2 separate regions of the Oryctolagus cuniculus genome follow, and region 2 is linked to region 1. The links are chromatin contacts, called in public Hi-C maps. All regions are on one chromosome and are shown on one strand. The core of a region is the stretch at or near the end of the contact, and the rest is flanking DNA. Distances in the headings are between cores, read along the strand shown. Region 1 holds the start of PDE3B (phosphodiesterase 3B). Region 2 has its middle 67 kb from the start of PDE3B.

Region 1 (4,481 bases), core at 944-3,443:
GAGTGGCCAGGACTTGAACTGGTGCCCATATGGGATGCCAACATTACAGGCAGTGGCTTTACCCACTACACCACAGCACCAGCCCCTCTCCTATAAGAATTTATAATGGCATTTCAATATTACATTTTGCTAGTTTTGTCCTGCCCTTCTCTATAGGCTCTGGCTGTATCCATTAAGTTTCCTACATGTGGGGTGGGCAACTGGTCTAAAGGTTAAGCTATTGGTTGGGGTGTCTGCTCCCAATTACATCTTCCTGTTAATGTGCACTCCTAGAGGTCAGTGAGTGATGGTTCAAGTACTTGGGTCCTTGGCACTCATGTACAGCTGAAATGAGTTCCCCGGTTTTGGGGCACTTAAGGAGTAAATTAGCAGGTGGGAGTCACTCTCTGCCTCTCAAATTTAATAAATAAAAATTTTAAAGTTTCATACTCAGTCTTCATCTGGTGTTAGTGAGGTTTATACATGTTATTGTCATAGTGGAAGAAAGCTTTGATGGACTCTTTTTTTTTTTTTTTTTTTGACAGGCAGAGTGGACAGTGAGAGAGACAGAGAGAGAGAAAGTTCTTCCTTTGCCGTTGGTTCACCCTCCAATGGCTGCTGCGGCTGGTGCGCTGCGGCCCGCGCACTGCACTGATCCGAAGCCAGGAGCCAGGTGCTTCTCCTGGTCTCCCATGGGGTGCAGGGCCCAAGCACTTGGGCCATCCTCCACTGCACTCCTAGGCCACAGCAGAGAGCTGGCCTGGAAGAGGGGCAACTGGGACAGAATCTGCCGCCCCGACGGGACTAGAAACTGGTGTGCCAGCGCCGCAAGGTGGAGGATTAGTCTATTGAGCCGAAGCACCGGCCCTTGATGGACTCTTTACCTTTTAGGAAAGCATTTGGTTTATAAATTAGAAAACTATTTTTTTCTTTTATTCAATGTATAGAAAAGGAAAGGAAGCTGGTAATTGTTTTTGTTTGTATGCGTGTCTCTTGATCAAATTCTTGAGCTAATTTCACAGTGATTTCTGCTATGTATGTGAACTCTGACCATATATGAAAATGGTGTGTTAGGTCATGGCTGTGGGCAGAGATTAATTGGTGAAAAATGGGCCTGTTTGTGGGATTTACCACACAGTAAGGTTTCTCATCTCCCTGGAAAAATGTGGAATTAGCTTTTTGAGAAATGCAGTTCTGTCATGAGGCTGGAGGGAGTTTCGGTGGAGGGAAACACAGTTCACCCTCTAAGGCAGTTATGATTGGTGCGATTCCAGAGCAGTCCCTTTGGTACTGCAACGTTCTTCTCACTTTGAAGTCAGCATTTCCTAACGTTGCTAGTTTCACCACTACTTTACAGATAGCATCTTACTTGGCTTTTGAAGGGCAATGGATCACAGCTGAGGAGTGGTCTTGGCGAGAACACCTAATGTTCCTATCCCCCCTCTCTAGAACTTGCTGTTATAGTGAAAAAGCTTTCAATTTGGAAAGGACATTTGCAACAGCAAATCTTACAGGCCATGTTAGAGGGGAACTAGACTGACCATTGCGTATGTATGGCAAGGGTGGAAGGTGGAGGACGTGACGTCAGTTCCTTGCCTGTGAAGCAAGATTTGGATGTTTCCAGAGTGCCCGCCACGTGCACCCTCCCTAAGGGCCACTGCAGGGATTTTGGGCCTGCTGCGTGGCTCAAGGAAACACGTTGCAGCTGGGGCCATACCTACCCACCGTGATTAGAGGTTCTGGGTTGTGGCCTTGGTGATGACGGGCCCTCACTTGGTCACAGCTCTGCTCACACAGTCCCAGGGCCCACCCCGAACTGGGCTGAGGTTAGAGGCAGCCCCTCCCACTCTGGGCTCGGTATCCCCACTAGGCACTCCTTTTGGGGATCACAAACGTCCTCTCTTTCCCCAAGACCCCAGTGGTGACCTGTCGGAGCCTGGCTAGACACCTCTGACTTCCCCTCAAAACACCCTGCGTGTCTGGGGTCCCAGGTTGGCGGGTTTGCCCTTCCCATCCGATGACGACCCCGTCGTCTCTCCCAGCCCCAGCCGGCCCCCGGACTACCACGGCCGCACTCTCCTGCCCCACACTCACACACTCGGCGGGGTCCCGATCTCGCGTCCCTGTTGGTGGCGGCGGGCGCCGGTGCTGGCGGGCCAGACGCGGGCGCGCGCGGACGGCGGGCAGGGCGCGTGCCCGGCCGGAGCTGCCGCGGGGGAGGAGCGCCCGCTTGCCGCTCGCGCGCCCAACGGACCAGGCTGGGGCCGTGAGGTTAACTGTTGCAGCCAACGGGAGCTGGGAGGCGACACCGAGTCTTCAGTCCCCAGAGTTGCCCGAGGGAAAAGGAGACGGCAGCCGACGCGGTCCCGGAGAGAAGCCCCTTCCGCCGCTCTCCTGAGCCAGCATGTCGCGGACTCTGTCGCTCCTCGGCCCGCGCGGCGGAGACCCCGGGCCGCGGCGACGGGCGCAGCTCTGACGCGCTACGAGCCGGGGGGCGCCCAGAACTCGGTGGCGGGGGTCCGGGAGCGCGAGCGGCTGTCTGCAGTCCGAGCTGGGCGTGCTGAGCCCCGCGGCCACCCCTGGCCATGAGGGGAGAGGAGCGAGACGCCAAAGCCATGCGGTACCCGCAGCCGCCGGACGGGGCCGGCTCGCCCCCCGGGAGTCTGAGGAACGGCTACGTGAAGAGCTGCGTGAGCCCCTTGCGGCAGGACCCTCCGCGCGGCTTCTTATTCCACCTCTGCCGCTTCTGCAACGTGGAGCTGCCGCCGCCGGCGCCGGCCTCTCCCCAGCAGCCGCGGCACGGCTCCCGCTTCTCCCGGGCGCGCCTCTCGCTGGGCGCCCTGGCCGCCTTTGTCCTCGCCGGGCTGCTCGGCGCGGGGCCCGAGAGCTGGGTTACCGGGGCCGCCCAGCTGCGGACGCTGCTGAGCGTGTGCTCGCATAGCCTCAGCCCCCTCTTCAGCATCGCCTGTGCCTTCTTCTTCCTCACCTGCTTCCTGACTCGGACCCAGCGGGGCCCCGACCTGGGCCCAGGCGGCGGCTCCTGGTGGGTGCTTGCGCTGCCCGCCTGCTGTTACCTGGGGGACCTCTTGGGGTGGCCGTGGTGGTCCTGGCCGTGGGGGGCCGAGACCCCCGGCCCGCACGCGCCCCCAGCGGTGGCGGGCAGGTTGGTGTTGGTGCTGAGCTGTGTGGGTTTGCTGACGCTCGCACAGCCTGCGAGGCTCCGCCACAGCATCCCGGCGCTGCTGCTCTTCGCCAGCTGCGTCTGGTGGGTCTCCGTCACCAGCCTGGGCTCGCTGCCTTCGGTCCTTCGGCCGCTGCTCTCTTGCCTGGTCGGGAGCGCAGGCTGTCTGCTGGCCCTGGGGTTGGATCACTTCTTTCAGATCAGGGAAGCGCCTCTCCATCCTCGGCTGGCCAGCGCCGTGGACGAAAAAGTGCCTGTGATACGACCCCGGCGGAGGTCCAGCTGCGTTTCGCTGGGAGAGAGCGGCGCCAGTTACTATGGCAGTGGCAAGATGTTCCGCCGACCGTCGTTGCCTTGTATTTCCAGAGAGCAGGTATGTTGGCCCGGGAGTCGGGGCCGCCCGGGGGCGAGCGCGCCGTCGGCCTTGGCGCTGCGGTGCGCGAGTGCAGGGAGCGTCTTGGAAGTGGGAGCAAAGGGGAGGAAGTCATGTTTTATCCTGGAAGGGATTCCTCAATTACAGGAAGCGTTTGCAGAACGCAGAAGCAAGTTTTGTCCTTTGAGTGGCCCTGAAATAGCCCCCTAAGCAGGCTGCATTTTAAGCGACTTTGTGTATGTAATGGGGGTGGGGGGGCTGCTTCTCAGAGGAATGAGGCGGGCACGCTCTTGTTTGGTGCCAGTATCACTTTGCTGGTGGTATCTGCCCCAGCGGAGCGTGCGGCCTTCAGCCTGAGGGGAGACTGTGGGAGTTTTCGCCAGTGATGATAATCGAGGGGGGAATCTGAGAGCGTCACCTGGAAAGAACAGTTTGGAACTGAGACTCAGTCGTTCAGACAGAAAGCCAGCCATATAGCCTGCTAGAGTTGTGTGAGTGTGTGTGTGTGTGTGTGTGTATTTTTTCAACACTAACTCACTGTGTTGTGTGTATTTGTTGCAAAATTAGGGTAATTTTTAACAGCTTAAGCTTAGTAATGTCTGGAAAGTTGTCAAAAGCGTTTTTTTTTTCTTCAGAGACTTAAAATTTTTGTAAAGAATTGAAATCATCAGGGAATGAACTTATGTCTTTATATAGCATTGGGAGATTTACCTGTTCGACATCACCACAAGGTTCAGTAAGCATAGTTAATATTCACTAAGCTCAGTGGAAAATGCTTTACATATGTTGTCTCAAATCCTCACAGGCATCATGCTTGGTAGATGACATTAGCCTCAGTTTAGAGGTGAGTGAATTGCAGCTTTTAGAGACTACCCAACTTCACACATCTAGTAAGTGGTAGTCCTGGGGGTTTGATTACAATATTGAGTTCTCAGTGTTGTGTTCTGT
Region 2 (4,481 bases), core at 688-3,187, 67 kb before region 1:
CTCGTTTGATTCCATGACTGCCCCGTAGCACAGGTCACTGTTATTATCTTCTCCATTTCACAGATGAGGAAACAGTTAAGGAGTCTGCTCGTGGTTGTGCTTCCTTACAGCACTGAAGGCAAAATCTAAATCCAGGTGCTCCAGCCCAAGAGAGGACATGCTTCAACACCATTCCAAGTAGTCTCCTTCCAATGACGATCTTTCCTCCACTCCATCTCTGCCACCCACTTTCACTATCATACTGTGACTCCTGCTATCACCTCTACCTGTCTCATCTTCAGATCACTAATTCAGGCATTCCATCTTGTAACCAACTTCCTCTTGCACCAGCAGGGGAATAAAAACAACAAAAGTCAGTGTTACAAAAAACCATTGTTTAGTGACCAGCACTGTGGTACAGCAAGTTAAGCCATGGCTTGCCGTATGGGAGCTGATTCGAGTCCTGGTTGCTCCACTTCCAATCCAGATCCATGCTAATGTGCCTGAGAAAGCAACAGAAGATGGCCCAAGTTCCTGGGCCCCTGCTTGCATGTGGAAGACCCAGAAGAAGCTCTTGGCTCCTGACTTAGGCCTGGCACAGCCCTAGCTGTTGTGGCCATTTAGGGAGTGAACCAGCAGATGGAGGATCTCTCTCTCTCTCTGTCTCTCCTTCTTTCTCTCTGTAAATCTACCTTTCAAATAAATAAATAAATCTTTTTTAAAAAAAGAAAAGATAAAAAATTTTAAAATAGCATTGTTTGCAAAATCTAGGGAGCTAATTTAATTTGGAATTCTGTATGAGCTATGAACCTAGTTACCAGCTTTTTCCAACTTTAAAATTTCTTACTGTTAAAGCACCTTGCTTAGAAAATTTTAAATATTTATGTCTTCAACAATTGTCTCAAAATAATAAACTGTACAATTCTTGTCATTACAAAAATCTGAACTCCCCCTAATGGGACTTGTTAGTTTTTCTGTGTTTTCTGCCAGTGTAAATGTGAAAAGCTTTGCTTACATTACATTTTGAAAATGCATTTTGTGCACTTGAATTTTGCCAAATCTCCATGTGAAGGTTAGATCTAAGTAGATGAATAAAGTTCTGTGCATGTTTTGAAAGTTTTTTTTTTTTTAAAAGGTAATGGTGGCAATAGCAAACACTTATTTAGTCATTCATTTCTCACAACAGTTGTATTTAGAGATAGATATGATTACCATTGTTTTACAGATGAGGAGACTTGAAACATAGAGAGGTTAATTTGCATGCACAGGCCATCAGCTCATAAGTGGCAAAGCCCGAATTGGAAGTTCCAGAGTCCACATTCTTACCTGTTGTGTGAAGGATGATAATCCTGGAGTTGTGGGAAAAATAATTTTCACCTAGTAATTTTTTTTTCAAAACACGCGTTCCTACCCTCCAGTTCCAAATGTCTATTTGTCTGTTTGAAAAAACCTTTCAGATGATCTAGATATGTGCTTCATGCTCTCAACTACAAATTTAGATAGTTTCTGCAACCTCCCATCCTGGTGTTCTGGTTGAGTTTAACCTACCAAGTCCTGCTGGCCTCGGTGAGAACTTACAGAAACAGGACAGGGCTGGGTCTGTGGGTGGAGGCACTGCAACTAGCAAGGCTGAGTAAGACAAGCACTGGTATCAACAGCTTGAAGAAGCTGGAGTTAGCAGGGATGGCTGTATTTCTCGATACACACGTTATACCTGATGTGTTGTTACTGTTCTCTGGTTTAACCTAATAGTCAGGAAGAGGACCAACTGCTCCACTGGGGATAGCTCTGGGCAGCAGTTTGCTGTTCACTAATGTGATGGTTTCTTCTACAAGAAGAAAGCAGAATGAGAGGAGTGCAAAGAAGGTATTCTTGGCACCGGTCTGGGGAAAAGCAGTCTGGCTGAAACCATTCAGTTTCCTTGGCCAGGAAGCAGCAATCTACATAAACAGGAAGTGGAGAAGGTTGGGGGAGAGGGTAGTGGTTAGTTGGTGAGAAACAAGAGCTGACACAAGATGGTGTTAAGTGGTTACATGCAAAAGAGCTTCAGATTCAGGCACAGGTTTTGCATGTTCATTATCCCAGCTCTCTCGGGAGGCCTATTTTCACCAGGATGTCTGTGTGCTAAGTGTTGGGTCCTGTTCTCAAAAGGCTACATATTTGAGTGCCTGCTTTTTGCCTGTTGCCTTCTGTGTAGTTTTATTTTATATCATTCAATCATCTCAACATCCTGTTAGGATGGAATTAGGTGAAAAAGCTGGCTCAGAGGGAGTAAGTTGCTTTTCCTAAATTCATTCACATTATACCATTTTATAGCACCTTGAAAATTATCTCCTCTCATAAAATTGACTGTTAAGCATATCTATTAGAAAGGCAGATTAACTTTCTAGGGATACCATAATAAGCATCATAAATTTGGTGGCTGAATACAACAGAAATTGAGGAGCCAGTGTTATGGCTGTTGTGACGCCAGCATCCCATATATGTGCCAGTTTGTGTCCTGCCTGCTCTACTTCTGATCCAGCTCCATGCTAATGCACATGGGAAAACAGGAGAAGATGGCCCAAGTGCTTGGGCCCCTGCCACCCAACATGGGAGATCTGGATGGATCTCCCAGCTACTGGCTTCGGCCTGACCCAGCCCTGGCTGTTAAGGCCATTTGGGGACTGAACCAGTAGATGGAAGATCTCACTCTCTCCCCCTCTCTTTGTAACTCTAACTTTCAAATAAATAAATACTCTCCCCTCAAAAAAAAAAAAAAAAGCCAATAGAAATCTATTTTCTCATTAGTCTGGAGACTACAAGTTGGAAATCGAGGTGTTGGCAGGGCCATGCTCCTTCTAAAGCCTTTATGAGAGAACACTTTTGTGTTTTGTCCAGCTTCTGGTGTCTCTGGACATTCTTTGGCTTGTGGCTGTGATGTGGGAAGATAGTTAGCTAATAGGGAGGAGCTGAGGTTTGACAGCCCCAGCTGACCTATGTGGTATCATGCCCTGAGGCATGGCAGCTCCAGCCCTGGCTAGCCATTGCACCAGCCATGTCCAGCTCTCACAGGATAGCCTGGCTGACCCACATGACAGCCTGATCTGAAACATCCAAACCCTTCCGGTACACCACTCAAAACTCCCTTTCTGGGAATTGCCTAAACCCATCACCAGCTCCCCTCTCCCCATGTCCGTGTAGCAGAAAGTGCAAGTTCTGCAATGTTGCAAACTTAGAATCAGCTGGAAATATCCAGTATGGCTGCAGGCTGTATCCCAGTGATGTCTTTTAATAAACGTGTAGTAAACTTACCATGGCCAGCAGTCCTGCTCCTATCATACCTGATGCCATGACAGTTCCAAGATTTCCCAAAAAAAAAATATGGAAATGGGGAGAACTCAAGCTCTGCCCCAAACTCTACCCTCTTTGAATATTCAATTGAGCCTCACCCCAGATACCACCCTCTATGCCTCCTGATAATGTAAAATGATGGCCTGAATATTGATGTGTCTTCCTTCCTTCCTTTCTTTCTTTTTTTAAAGATTTCTTCTTTTTTTTTTTTAGACATTTATTTTATTTGAAAGTCAGAGTTACAGAGACACAGAGGAGAGACAGAGAGAGAAAGAAAGATCTTCTATCCTCTGGCACCCCAAATGGCCACAGTGTCTGGGACTGGCCCAGGCTGAAGCCAGGAGCCAGGAGCTTCTTCCAGGTCTCCCACATAGGTATCAGTGGTCCAAATGCTTGGGCCATCTTCTTCTGCTTTCCCAGGCCATTAGCAGGGAGTTGGATTTGAAGTGGAGCAGCTGAGACTTGAACCGGTACCCAAATGGGATGCCAGTGCTACAGGCAGTAGCTTTACCTACTATGACACAAGGATTTTTTTCTTTGTGCTTTATTTTTTTAAAAAAAGACTTATTTATTTTTGAAAGTCAGAGTTACAGAGAGAGAGAGAGAGGGAGAGACAGAGATCTTCCAATCTCTGGTTCATTGTCCAGATGGCTGAAATGGCCAGCTCTGGGTCAGGCCAAAGCCAGGAAGAGCTTCATCTGGGTCATCGCACGTGGACGGACGGCAGGATTCAAAAACTTGGGTCATCTTCTGCTGTTTTCCCAGGCCATTATCAGGGAGCTGGATAGGAAGTGGAGCAGCTGGGACATGAACTAGAACCGGCACCCGAATGGGGCTAGCATCACAGGTGATGGTTTTACACAGTATGCCACAAGGCCGAGAGAGAGAGAGAGAGAGAGAGAGAGAGAGAGAGAAAACTTCCACACACTGGTTCACTCCTCAAATGGCTGCAATAGCACAGGATGGCTCAGGTTGAAGCCAGGAGCCAGAACTCCATCTGGGTCTCCCATGTGGGTGGCAAGGGCTGAAGTACTTGGGCCATCTTCCACTCCCTTCCCTGACACATTAGCAGAGAACTGGATTGGAAAAGGAGCAGCTGGGACATGAACCAGTGCCCATATGGGATGCCGGTGCTAAAGGCAGTGACTTGGCCCACTACACCACAGCAC

What was found. Hi-C and Micro-C count contacts between places; a contact is called where the count stands out from the background.
Region 2: a Hi-C map of an unstated tissue shows a contact between it and region 1, with 2.3 times the contacts expected there. The contact joins the enhancer-like site here to the promoter of PDE3B in region 1. A contact is called at or near these places in 2 of 6 Hi-C or Micro-C datasets (liver and an unstated tissue).

Annotation. Positions count from the first base shown.
Region 1 is chr1:51,563,130-51,567,610 of mOryCun1.1, reverse strand. It overlaps PDE3B (phosphodiesterase 3B), which reads left to right and starts at 2,193. Exons shown (of 16, transcript XM_002708827.5): 1 at 2,193-3,533. The coding sequence starts at 2,565.
Region 2 is chr1:51,630,002-51,634,482 of mOryCun1.1, reverse strand. No RefSeq gene overlaps it. Among named protein-coding and RNA genes, the nearest start is that of PDE3B, 67 kb to the right of the region's middle. Within about 2 kb of position 1,937, at least 1 of the 8 cell types and tissues checked has an H3K27ac peak or open chromatin away from gene starts, as enhancers often do.